3 separate regions of the Sus scrofa genome follow, and regions 1 and 3 are each linked to region 2. The links are chromatin contacts, called in public Hi-C and HiChIP or PLAC-seq maps. All regions are on one chromosome and are shown on one strand. Each heading gives the region's core, a stretch centred on a gene start, on an enhancer-like site or on the middle of the called end of the contact. The rest is flanking DNA. Distances are from core to core; before and after follow the strand shown. Region 1 has its middle 92 kb from the start of ZNF516. Region 2 overlaps ZNF516 (zinc finger protein 516). Region 3 has its middle 55 kb from the start of ZNF516.

Evidence for each region. Hi-C and Micro-C count contacts between places; a contact is called where the count stands out from the background. HiChIP or PLAC-seq counts read pairs in DNA pulled down with a chosen protein or histone mark.
Region 1: an H3K27ac HiChIP or PLAC-seq map of skeletal muscle shows a contact between it and region 2. The contact joins two enhancer-like sites. A contact is called at or near these places in 21 of 47 Hi-C or Micro-C datasets (alveolar macrophages, blood, brain and 12 more) and 2 of 2 datasets of contacts at active chromatin or transcription factors (alveolar macrophages and skeletal muscle).
Region 3: a Hi-C map of skeletal muscle shows a contact between it and region 2, with 2.3 times the contacts expected there. The contact joins two enhancer-like sites. A contact is called at or near these places in 3 of 47 Hi-C or Micro-C datasets (epiblast stem cells and skeletal muscle) and 2 of 2 datasets of contacts at active chromatin or transcription factors (alveolar macrophages and skeletal muscle).

Annotation. Positions count from the first base shown.
Region 1 is chr1:147,894,405-147,897,723 of Sscrofa11.1, reverse strand. No RefSeq gene overlaps it. Among named protein-coding and RNA genes, the nearest start is that of ZNF516, 92 kb to the left of the region's middle. Within about 2 kb of position 1,858, at least 56 of the 83 cell types and tissues checked have an H3K27ac peak or open chromatin away from gene starts, as enhancers often do. A contact at or near this core is called in alveolar macrophages, mesenteric adipose tissue, retroperitoneal adipose tissue and 1 more, where this site is marked.
Region 2 is chr1:148,060,348-148,063,861 of Sscrofa11.1, reverse strand. All of the region lies in intron 2 of ZNF516 (zinc finger protein 516), which reads right to left. Among named protein-coding and RNA genes, the nearest start is that of ZNF516, 74 kb to the right of the region's middle. Within about 2 kb of position 1,296, at least 29 of the 83 cell types and tissues checked have an H3K27ac peak or open chromatin away from gene starts, as enhancers often do. A contact at or near this core is called in alveolar macrophages, mesenteric adipose tissue, retroperitoneal adipose tissue and 1 more, where this site is marked.
Region 3 is chr1:147,930,544-147,933,897 of Sscrofa11.1, reverse strand. No RefSeq gene overlaps it. Among named protein-coding and RNA genes, the nearest start is that of ZNF516, 55 kb to the left of the region's middle. Within about 2 kb of position 1,792, at least 12 of the 83 cell types and tissues checked have an H3K27ac peak or open chromatin away from gene starts, as enhancers often do. A contact at or near this core is called in skeletal muscle, where this site is marked.

The DNA of each region.
Region 1 (3,319 bases), core at 609-3,108, 170 kb after region 2:
GGAAAAGCAAAAACAAACAAACAAACAAACAAACCAAACAAAAAACCTAGAGAATTCCTGTTGTGGTGCAACAGAAAAAAACCCGACTAGTATCCATGAGGATGTGGGTTGAGGATCCGGCGTTGCCATGAGTTGTGGTGTAGGTCGCAGACATGGCTTGGATCTGGCGTTGCTGTGGCTCTGGTGTAGGCCAGTGGCTATAGCTCCGATTAGACCCCTAGCCTGGGAACCTCCCTATGCCGCAGGAACGGCCCTAGAAAAGATAAAAAGACAAAAACAAAACAAAACAAAACAACCAAAAAAACCCTGTTCCCTTTAAGATTTAGATGGTAAAGAAAAGGGAAGGTCCTTCAGGGTTTGCTTAGGGCTTGGAGACGATGCTCACTTTTCACTTTGTAAGAAGAAGAGGAAGGAGGGATGAAGTTAAAAATGCCATCTATGGGGGATAATGGATAGAGAGAGGGGTAAAAAAGAGAAGTCAAGTTAAGGGTGAACTAGGGGAAGGGTAGGTTTTACGCCCCAAGACAGGGCAGTGAATTGTGCTCTGGACTGCACTTGGTGCTCAATCCATACACATGGAGCCATCGGATGTTTGAGTGGAGTAGGTCCAAGGGGGCCAAAGTAAGCATGGAGGAAGGTCAAGGCTGGGGCTCTACAGGGTGCCAGTGAGAACCCCCTGGGAATCCAGGAGGTAAACCCAGTCCTATCTGCTGAGGGGTTTCGGGGGAGTAAGGGGTCTGAGAGGTAAGGAGCAGAACTGTCCCTGAGGAGAGAGCTCAGAGTCCTGTGCAGTGAGCACCCAGGGAAGGGACAGAGAGGCCCCAGGGGCTGGGCCACCACTGACTTTTCTTAATCAAGAGCCAATGCCTTTTGTTTCCCTCTGGAAGGTCCTTGAGTCCCTGCGAGGCCTGGCTTATCCACGACAGTGGAGGCTTTGTGCTTCTCTCTGAAATAAAACTTTTATCTTAAAAAAGAAAGTGTATCCAATGCAGTCTGTCCTAATCACCATATTCAGCGCTTCCTCAACTCTGGAGGGGAGGGCGCATGGGCTCTGGTTCCCTGGGGCACAGGGGAAAGTACCAGTACTGCAGAAGCTGGCTCCTAATTCTTTCTTCCCTATCTCTCTTATAATGTGTCAAAGATACACAGGAAGTTTAATTCCAAAACTTGGCTTTGATTTTTTTTTTCCAGCTAAACATTGGGAAAGACCAGGCCATGTGGCCAGGGAAAGTGAAACGTGGATTAAATTCCCAAACATGTGGGGCAGCGTGACAAAAGGGCCCAGGAATGCCGAGCAGGGCCGGGAGCATCCGCAGCTGGCACAGGTGTGGCCTGCTTGGGAGGAGATGCTTCCCTGTGTCTAGGGCTTGAGGGAGAGAAGCTGGCTGGCCATGACTCACAGGCCTCTTTTTGTTCTCCGAAGGCCGGAGTGAACTGAGGACTCATTAGAGGCCCTGCGCTCCCCCAGCAGGTCCAGTCAAGCCTCTTTGACCCAACTTGCACTGGAGCCTGACAGCAGTCTCGCAGGCTCAGCGTCCGGGCCCACAGGCTAGGGATACCCTTGCAAGACGGAAGGGCGGGTTCTGAACCAGGTGAGATAGGGAGGAGGGCCCCGGCGGTCACGTGACCGGCAACATGAAAGCAATTTTGTTAACATTCTGGGCTCCAGGGTCGCGGAGCGCGGCCGGGGCCCCTTAAAAAATCCACGGATCGCCTGCGCCGCGTGTGCCTGCAGATCGTGCAAACTCCCGGGAGCGGAAGGCGGGCTGCTCTCCCGGTCGCCCAGTCGCCTGGCCTGGAATGAGGCCACCACCCGGCAGGTCACCATGCCGGAGTACGTGCCCCGGCCGGTGGCCCAGCGGGACTCGGGTTTGTCGCCGCACAGAGCAGGGGACACTCAGGCCCTGAGGACGCCGGCCCCGGGTCCCAGGATCGCGGCCCGCTTCACAGCCGCTCTGGTGATGAGGGGACAGATGCCCGCGACATCCTAGTAAAGATGTGGGCTCAGCCCACCAGGGAGGCGCTGGGCTGGGATTTAGGCGGCGGCTCGGCTGGGCCAGGGAGGGAACAGTTCTTCCTGGGCCCGCGGCTCCAGCGCGGCCTCCATTTCCCGGCTCTGCGCGGCGGCCTTTGTCTCGGCGGGGCCCGTGGCGCCCCCTGCTGGCCGGCCTGGGCCGCGCCTCCTCGGCCTCTTCCGGATCTTGCTAGTTTCTCTGGAGGCCGCGGCCACACAGACAGAGATTATGCAGTTTTGCTCGCTGCAAAGGAGATGCTTGCATGGCTGTGCCTGTAGCCCTTCAGCGCTCGCGGTTCCCCTGTCAACTCAGAGGCGGCCAGACAGGAGCGGCAGCTTTGCTGGGAGAACCCCGTTTCCCTCAGCAGCTTCAGTGGGGCCGAGAATCCTGGGCTTGTGCCACAAAGCTTTAGAAAATGGCTCCATTGAACCTTTCCAGAGATGTTCCCCAAGCCGCAGAGGTTTGGCCATTTGAAGCCCTTTTAAGTCAATATACCAAAGAGCTTTAGTCTGGATTAACTGCACAATGCCAAAATTTCACTTTTAAAAGCACAAGGACTAAGTGCAACCTAAGCGTATTTGTAAACCAGGCAAAACAGGCACTTGGGAGAGCCCTCCTCTCCCCACACCCCTCCCTCCATCCCATTTTGTGCCTTTGCCCAGAGCCTCAGGAGCCAAAAATCCTGGCAACTCTCTTCTTCCCGCTGGCAACGGCGAAGTGTGGGCGCAAAGAGGTCATCTTTTAAATCTCTGAAGGATTCAAGTCAGTGTGTGTCACAAAAAAGCACACTTCCCCTCAGCTCAAGGTGGGGGGAAGCCTAGGAGGGTCCCTGGTGCAACAGCTGGACCTAGGAGGGCCCTGGTCAGGCGACCCCACCTCTCTCCATCCCCCAGCACATCGCAGGTTCTCGATAATGAAACAAGGATTCTGCCAAAGAAATCCACTACGATGCCCCTGGCTTTCTAGGAGCAATAAATGAAAGTCTCTTATAGTAAAAAAAAAAAAAAAAAAAAAAAAAAAGATTGATGAAGTCGTCAGGGAGAGGCAGAGAAAACACAGCCTAATCCAGCAACTCAAGACAACGGTGCAGAAGCAATTTGCTTCTGAAACTCTAACAGGAGATGCTTTAGCACTTCCTGGCAGCACTGCAGGAGCCAGCAAATAAATATTTCCACATGGAAGAAAATGGTCCTTCAAAACATGGCTTCCCCCATTCAAGAAAGAGATACAGCAAGGCTCCCCTACTTTAGTGGCAAAGAGCATCCTTATTTATTTGTTCCAGTTTGGAAACTGTGTGCCTTTCC
Region 2 (3,514 bases), core at 47-2,546:
GACACTGTTCCTTCTCTGACCTAAAAAACACCTTTTCCAGGCTGCTATGTCCCCGTCACCCTCCATTTATAACTTCCACTTCTCTCCAAATGCTGACAGCTTACAGGTGTGCTCAGGACTGAAAAGAACTACTGATCCTGGACGCAGAGCTAGCGCCAGGATAAAGCACATTCACAGACGGAGTGTGTCCGTGGCCGGTATTTCTCCGCAAAGCTGCTGAGTCACCCCAGGGCCGCCCTAGGCACTGCCGCTGAGCCCGCACCCTCTCCTGTCTATCCAGATCCTTCCCTCCTCACAGGCACAGAGGTGGCATGCATGCACGCCAGGCACGTGTGTGAGATGCATGTCCGCCTTGCACACACGGTCCCAAGTACACGCGCAGGCTCACACACTCAGTTTCCCACAGAAGCATCGAAGTGTGTTTGGGCTGGAGGGTCGCCCAGGGGCAGCCACTGCCCAGCCAGATAATTACACACGTGACCCCGAGTCTGAGAATGCGCTCCTTTTCCCACAGCCAGATGATTACAAAGTCCAGAACTCAAACCCCAATGAATACACCATTCTTTAAAAGGAGAAAATGTGTGTGTGTGTTGAGGCTATTTTTAAAAGCTGAGCGCATCAATTCATCCCCTTAAAAACCTCAAGTGGCCAAGCGCAGGCACCACCATGAACTAAACACGTGGGGATCACAGGGTCCCTTCTAATTTCTTCTACTCAATGACGTCTCTCCATGTCTTGATTTCTAGAAAACACACGCTAAAGCTAACACACCTAACTGTAAAAGAAAAATAGGAAAAAGTTCTTATTTTTAGAGTCTGGACAAAAATTATAGTCACACGCCATCGTGGCTGTGTCTTCAGAACCACAGCTGCAGGCGGAGCCCTGCGGTTCCCTGCACCATAGTCATGGCCACCACTCGGCTAAAGGCCATGTGCTCTTCTGCAAGTTCCCGGGACGCAGCCAGGACCCCAGGCCTGGGGCCGACATGGTGACATCTGCGCTCTGCCAGGTGGGGGACAGGTCACCAGGACAGAGACCTCAGCCTCCACTCACCTCTCCCCCCCACCCCACCGCCAGCAGCTTTGGCAAGGCATCCTGAACTTATCTGAAACAGCTCGGCTGATGGGTTCTAACAGTGGCTCGATCACAGTTAACAAGCCACAGGGAAGCATCTCCCCGTTAGACAACCACAGTCATAAATCCCTCTGTATTTTTAGGAAACGTCCCCATGTCTGTCTATGACTCACTCACACAGCACACAGTGAACACATGTGGTTTTAACCGCAGAGCTTCACTGCTGGATTTGAGCAGGGCAAAGGCCTGTCACGCTCCCCAATCTCTGGTGCCATCAAAAGCTCCCTGGGGCTCGGATCCCACCTGAAACCCACTGGGTGACGGCAGGCCTGGTCCTTGCCCACTAGACCGCACAGCACAGTGCTGTCACTCCAGTGCCCCTCCCAGCCCCACATGGAAGGTCCACAGAGGGCTGCTGACGTCTGCCTGGGGCTCCATCTCCAGCCCCAGGACAGCATCACTGAGCAGGACAGGCCTCTGCTTCAGGACGGCCACCCCCGGCTGCCAGCTCTTCAGGTCACAATAACCCTGAGCAAGTGTCCCTGTGTGTGGACACCTGACTCCTTCACTGCCAGGTAACTCTCACCTGCTTCTGCACCCGAAGCCTCAGTTCATCTAATTCTTAAAGCAAGCATAAAAGCCTGTGAAAGCAGTTCTCAGGCCTGGCTATGCCTTCCTTTCCAAGCCAGCCCCTCAGTCTTGCTAACGCATCTACATGGATGGGAGTTTCTAGGCTTTTGCTGCCAACTTTTTTGTAGACCCAGAAGATGGACAAATTCCCAGGTGTCTGCAACACTCCTTCACCACCAGCAGCGAGCCCCCTCGAACCTGGACAACCCCTTCTCAGAGTCAGAGACATGGAGCCCTAAGCCTGAGGTGAGACGGCAGCCCAGTGGCCCCCTCAGCTCCAACCTCATCCCGCCTGGGTGGCTCAGATACCAAAGCCTGGGGGCCCCATCAGTAAGACCCACCTGTCGGAACCCAGTTCCAAGCGAGGGGGCCCAGGTGTGAACCCAGAGCCTCACTCCCCCTCAATAAAATAGGCTGACACCTCCTTCCTGAGGGGCTGAGACCAAAATCAATAGGACACAAGCCCCAACAGCCAGCCCCTCATAGGGGCTGACCCCAGCGGAGCCCTCTGTCCACTGTGTCAACCCAGGCAGTGCGGCCACCACCCCCGCCCAGACTCTCTTAGCCTTTTTATGATAAAACAAATCACAGATTCAGAAAATACACAAAACGAGTGCACAGTTTAATAGGTTACTCTAAGGCGAAGCTCTCGTGACCACAACCAGGTCAAGAAACAGATGTTGAACCCCCATAAGCCCCTCCCAGTGGCTACAGAGCCCCCCCCCACCTACCACCCATGGGTTGTGTAGCCACCACTGCTGTGTTACCGATGCCATTCTGCAGGTCAACCCTGGGAACCGGCCTGGCCACGTATGTTTTTACTGATGTGTCCTTCCTGTCCTGGTGCCCGCAGGCCTCTCATTCTGCCCTCCTCCTAACACTGTTTTGACCTGTGAGTTCCCACCCGCCACCCCTCAATCTCGCCCTCCTGGTATGATCAGCACGTTCTTTCATTCTCGGCATCTGTGCCACTGGCCAGGCTGCCATCTCTGAAACGGTCCAGGCTGCCTCTCCCGAGAATGCACTGGGTGACCAGGAGGAAGGGTCGCACCAAAACCGAGATGAGGCTGAGGCTGCATATTCTGGGAGGTGAGGGGATCTGGACCCCCAGGAACAAAGGTGGAAGAAAGAGGGGATATGCTTCGGTTTCCGATGACCTATAACAGCGGCCTTGCTACTGTTACCAGGACACAACCCTAACAACACACCACGCCGCCCGAGTGGGCCAGGGGCTCCCAGCAGAGCTGCAGGAGGGTGTGAGCAGAGCTGCTTCCCGGGACCCTTCCTCTTGTTTCACCCATCGCCCCCCTCCCTGGTCTCCCAGGATGAGGACGACCCGGCTCCCAGTGAGGTTCACAGGGTTAGAAAGAACATACAAAGCAGAACACACCTGAAGATGGAGGTGCAGACAGCTGTTGTCACAAGTAGGAAGCTGGCACCAGGATGCACCAGCGTCACCCCCAAAACCAAGAGGGGCCAAGAGAGCCGATGGGGACAAGTGTGAGAGCAGGCGTCAAAGCTGACAAGTGTGCACGTTTCCAAGCTGGTCATCTTCTGCTCTCTCACCAACTCAAACAAAATGCCCTCTACAGAGCTGTCCTTGGGAACCCCAGGAAGGTGCCACTGCGGGGGACAAATCTCCCGTGAACAATTTAGTGTCCACATTTAATAATCTGCCTTCCTCACACCTGGAAGTAAGGTCACCATAAATACTGGGCCTCAAGAGCTTTGATAATAGCTCTGCTAAAGGAGGCCCAACCACCCATTCATAGGCCAAAGCCAAGTACACAGACAGTTAGAGACCTTCAGA
Region 3 (3,354 bases), core at 543-3,042, 130 kb after region 2:
GGACACATCATCCCTCATCCCTGAACTAGGCTCTGTGGGGTGATGTGGTTCAGATTCTGTCCCATGAGGAGAGGCTGGCAGTGCTGCCTAGTAACCAGACAGATGTGTGCCAGCATCCCCAGATGCCTGGACCAGGTAAGGTGCAAGCAGGAGCAATGGGGCCTCAACTGCATGTGAGCCCGGGAATACCAGCACTCATGGACTTGAATGAATCCACTGGCATTAGCCATGTGGCTGACCATTCATTATCTGGACCCACTTGCTTTGCAGTAAAAGGTTATTTATGGGTAAATGAGGATCCCACGCATGGACCACAGGTCAGGACGCCTTAGACATTGTGCTGCCGGTTGGAAGGGACCTTCTTTCTGCTAACTGTCGGGTCTTCATGCCCTAAGTCCATCAATAATATAAATGTTTCTCTTTCGAAAGAAAATGACTGTGTAAAACTATTTCATTTGTGTAACTAGAGCATCAGAAGAGAATTTTCCCCAGAATATCTTCCAAAGGTCCTTAGGAACTGTGAAGTTATGAGTAGACCTGGGAATGGATGGAACCGGGAAGACATTGGGTGTTAGCTCCTCAAGATTTAACTTTCTTCAGAAATGGCGGGATTTCACACACAGCCATCTAGGTTCAGATTTCTGCCCCCTGATCTTAGATGAACCATTTAACTCATCTAGACCTTAGTTTCCTCATTTGCAAAATGAGAAAAATGACTCATACCTGCTGTGTACAACTTGAAAGGATTCTTACAACAATCACTGTGGAAATGCATGGCAGAATGCTCTGTGAACTGCATCATGAAGGGGACCCCACTACATGGGGAAGGAGCCCTCTCATTTTCAGAAGTTCCTGGCCATGTGGTATTCAGGGAGGATAAAATGAGAAAGTATTTGTGTCTCTGGTTCTTAATTTGTTCTCAAAGGTGAAAGTAATAATGGCAGGTTTTTTTTTTTTTTCTCATTAATAATGAAAAAGCAATTTGTCACTAATATGTAGTTGCTTAATATTTTATTTATTTATTTATTTTGCTTAATATTTTAAAGAAGACTGTTATAATAGCTGAAATTAAAGAAACTTGGCTCGAATTCCTCCTGTGCTTTCTTCCTAGCTCTGCTATATTGGGAAAATTACTTAGCCTTTCTGAGCCTCTGTTTCTGCATCTGTAAAATGGACACCATCTTACTTATTTGTCAGGGTTCCTGTGGGGAGTGGCATCAGATCATTTATGAGCAACTTCCTAACAGGATCCCAGGGCGTCTGGAGCCCAGCAGGTGCCCAGCCTGCCGAATTGATACCTTCTGCTACTCAGAGCTTCATCTCTGCACCGGCTTCTCACCTTGCTCTCAAATTTTGATGTTAGTTGTCAGGAAAGCATCAGCTTTCCGAGAGCTGGAATGTTGCCGTCTACATTTTCTAAAGCCTTGGCCACGTTAGGAAACCAAAGCTATGCTTTAGTTTAAATGATAGGGCAATTTCACTAACTTGAAGTCTTGAAAAAACAACTTGCTGATTCATTGTGATTGCAGAATACACAGACTTTTAGTATTTGGGAGCTAAAAAAGATTTATTTAATATTTTATCATTTGATTTAACAAATGATGTTCATATGCAATGTATGTGTGTTCCAAACTGTCCTACAGAATCCCTTTCTTGGGGGAAATTGCTTGTTGCAGGGAGCATTTCTGAGATGGTTTTTTCCTTGAATTTGACCTGTGTGTATTCACGGCCAGACTCAAGTTTCAGGTAGTGGGCGGGAGGCTCCTCGGCCAATCGGAAGGTGGATCTGCTCAGGTCATTTGCATGTGGCAGCCCACTTTCCCGCAGTGCCATCAGGAGGTGAAATACATCCTTGGGGGGTGTCACGGCCCGGGTTAAGATTTCCTTTTACCCCTTCGCTGCTAGAGCAATTTGATAACTATTCCACAAGAGCAGGCGGCGCTCAGATGGGTGGAGCTGAGAAGACTGCAAAATCTTGTCCATCTTGCAATTGCACCTGAGGAAGTGAGGAATGAGAATGCTTCCTGTGTGCCCTGGAATTACTTTGCTCATTGATACACTGATGTATGGCTTGTTGTTTTCCTTCGGCTGAACGTGACATTAGTACCTACAGAAGGGCAAACGTGTGAGAATGCTTGTAAAGCAAAATCCATTTTTGCAAAGGTAATGATGTTCTAAAATTGGAACAAGTGCAACTCAGGCAAAAAAATAAAAAATGGAATATTCCCTAAAATGAGTGAGCTCTTCTTCCTAGCTTTTCAAGGTAGTAAAGGTTTTCTTGATGTGCTATCAGATTGGCTTTATTATTTTAAAATATTTTTTAACTCAGGAAAAAGATAATGTTTCATATTTTCTATTTTGCCATGCTGTCCGGTCATTTGCTGTTCCAGATGCTAGCTCTTACTGTGCAATCAGCCTTGTGGTTTAAAATGGATCCTCTATAAGGATTCATTCCAAAATCCTGGGAAAAAAAAAATGCCCGGCAGAGTGAGGGACTTGCGTATGGCCACAGGAACAGGAAGCAGACATATACTGGACGCAGGCACTGCGGAAATCAGAGGGTGATTCCAGCTGGGAGTAACAGTGAGATGCTGGTATTTGTATAAAAGAAGCTGTGTGGGGGAGGGCAGGAACTGAGAAGAAAACACCCAAATATAGTTCTAATTTGTGTCAGACTCACCCAAGCAGGCAGGGAGGGAGGCTGTCCAAAGGGCTAGGAGGGCTCCTTAGAATGTGTCTCTGTGAAGATGTCAGGATGAGAAATCTGTCATTCCCCTCCACAGGTGACGGGTCTCTGAATGAACACCGCCCTGGAAAGATCCAAAGCTTGGTGGGGTGTGAGAGTATAGACTTCACACCCAGAGGAAGCACTCCTCCTTCCACATCAGCTGAGACGAGAGAGACTTCAGTGGCACTGCCTGTGAGTGGCCATCTCTTTCAATCATGGAAGTGAGTGGGCAACTTGGAAAGTAGATGCCTGAATCCAAACTACCTTCTGGAATGCTCTGTGTCAGAGAGGTGGCACCTTCTCAGCTGGAAAGCTGCAGGTCTCTCCCACGCCCTGGGACTCTTCTGCATCTCTCCTGCAGGCGTATGCTGCAGCCCACCCTCCAGGGTATATCCAGTCTTCTTCAGAAATGACGCAGCATTTTAGGTTTGTGGCAAGTCAGCGAACAGGAATACTGGAGAGAGCTTTATGTCCACACGCTGACAGGTTTCTGTTGGTTTTGGCTTAAGAGCTCACTGGGGTGTAGACCATTAACATTTTATAATATGTAGTTTGCACTAATGGGGCTCATTGAAAAAAAGAGAGAGAGAGAAAGGGATTCTGAAGGACACACTTCCTCCTGGGCT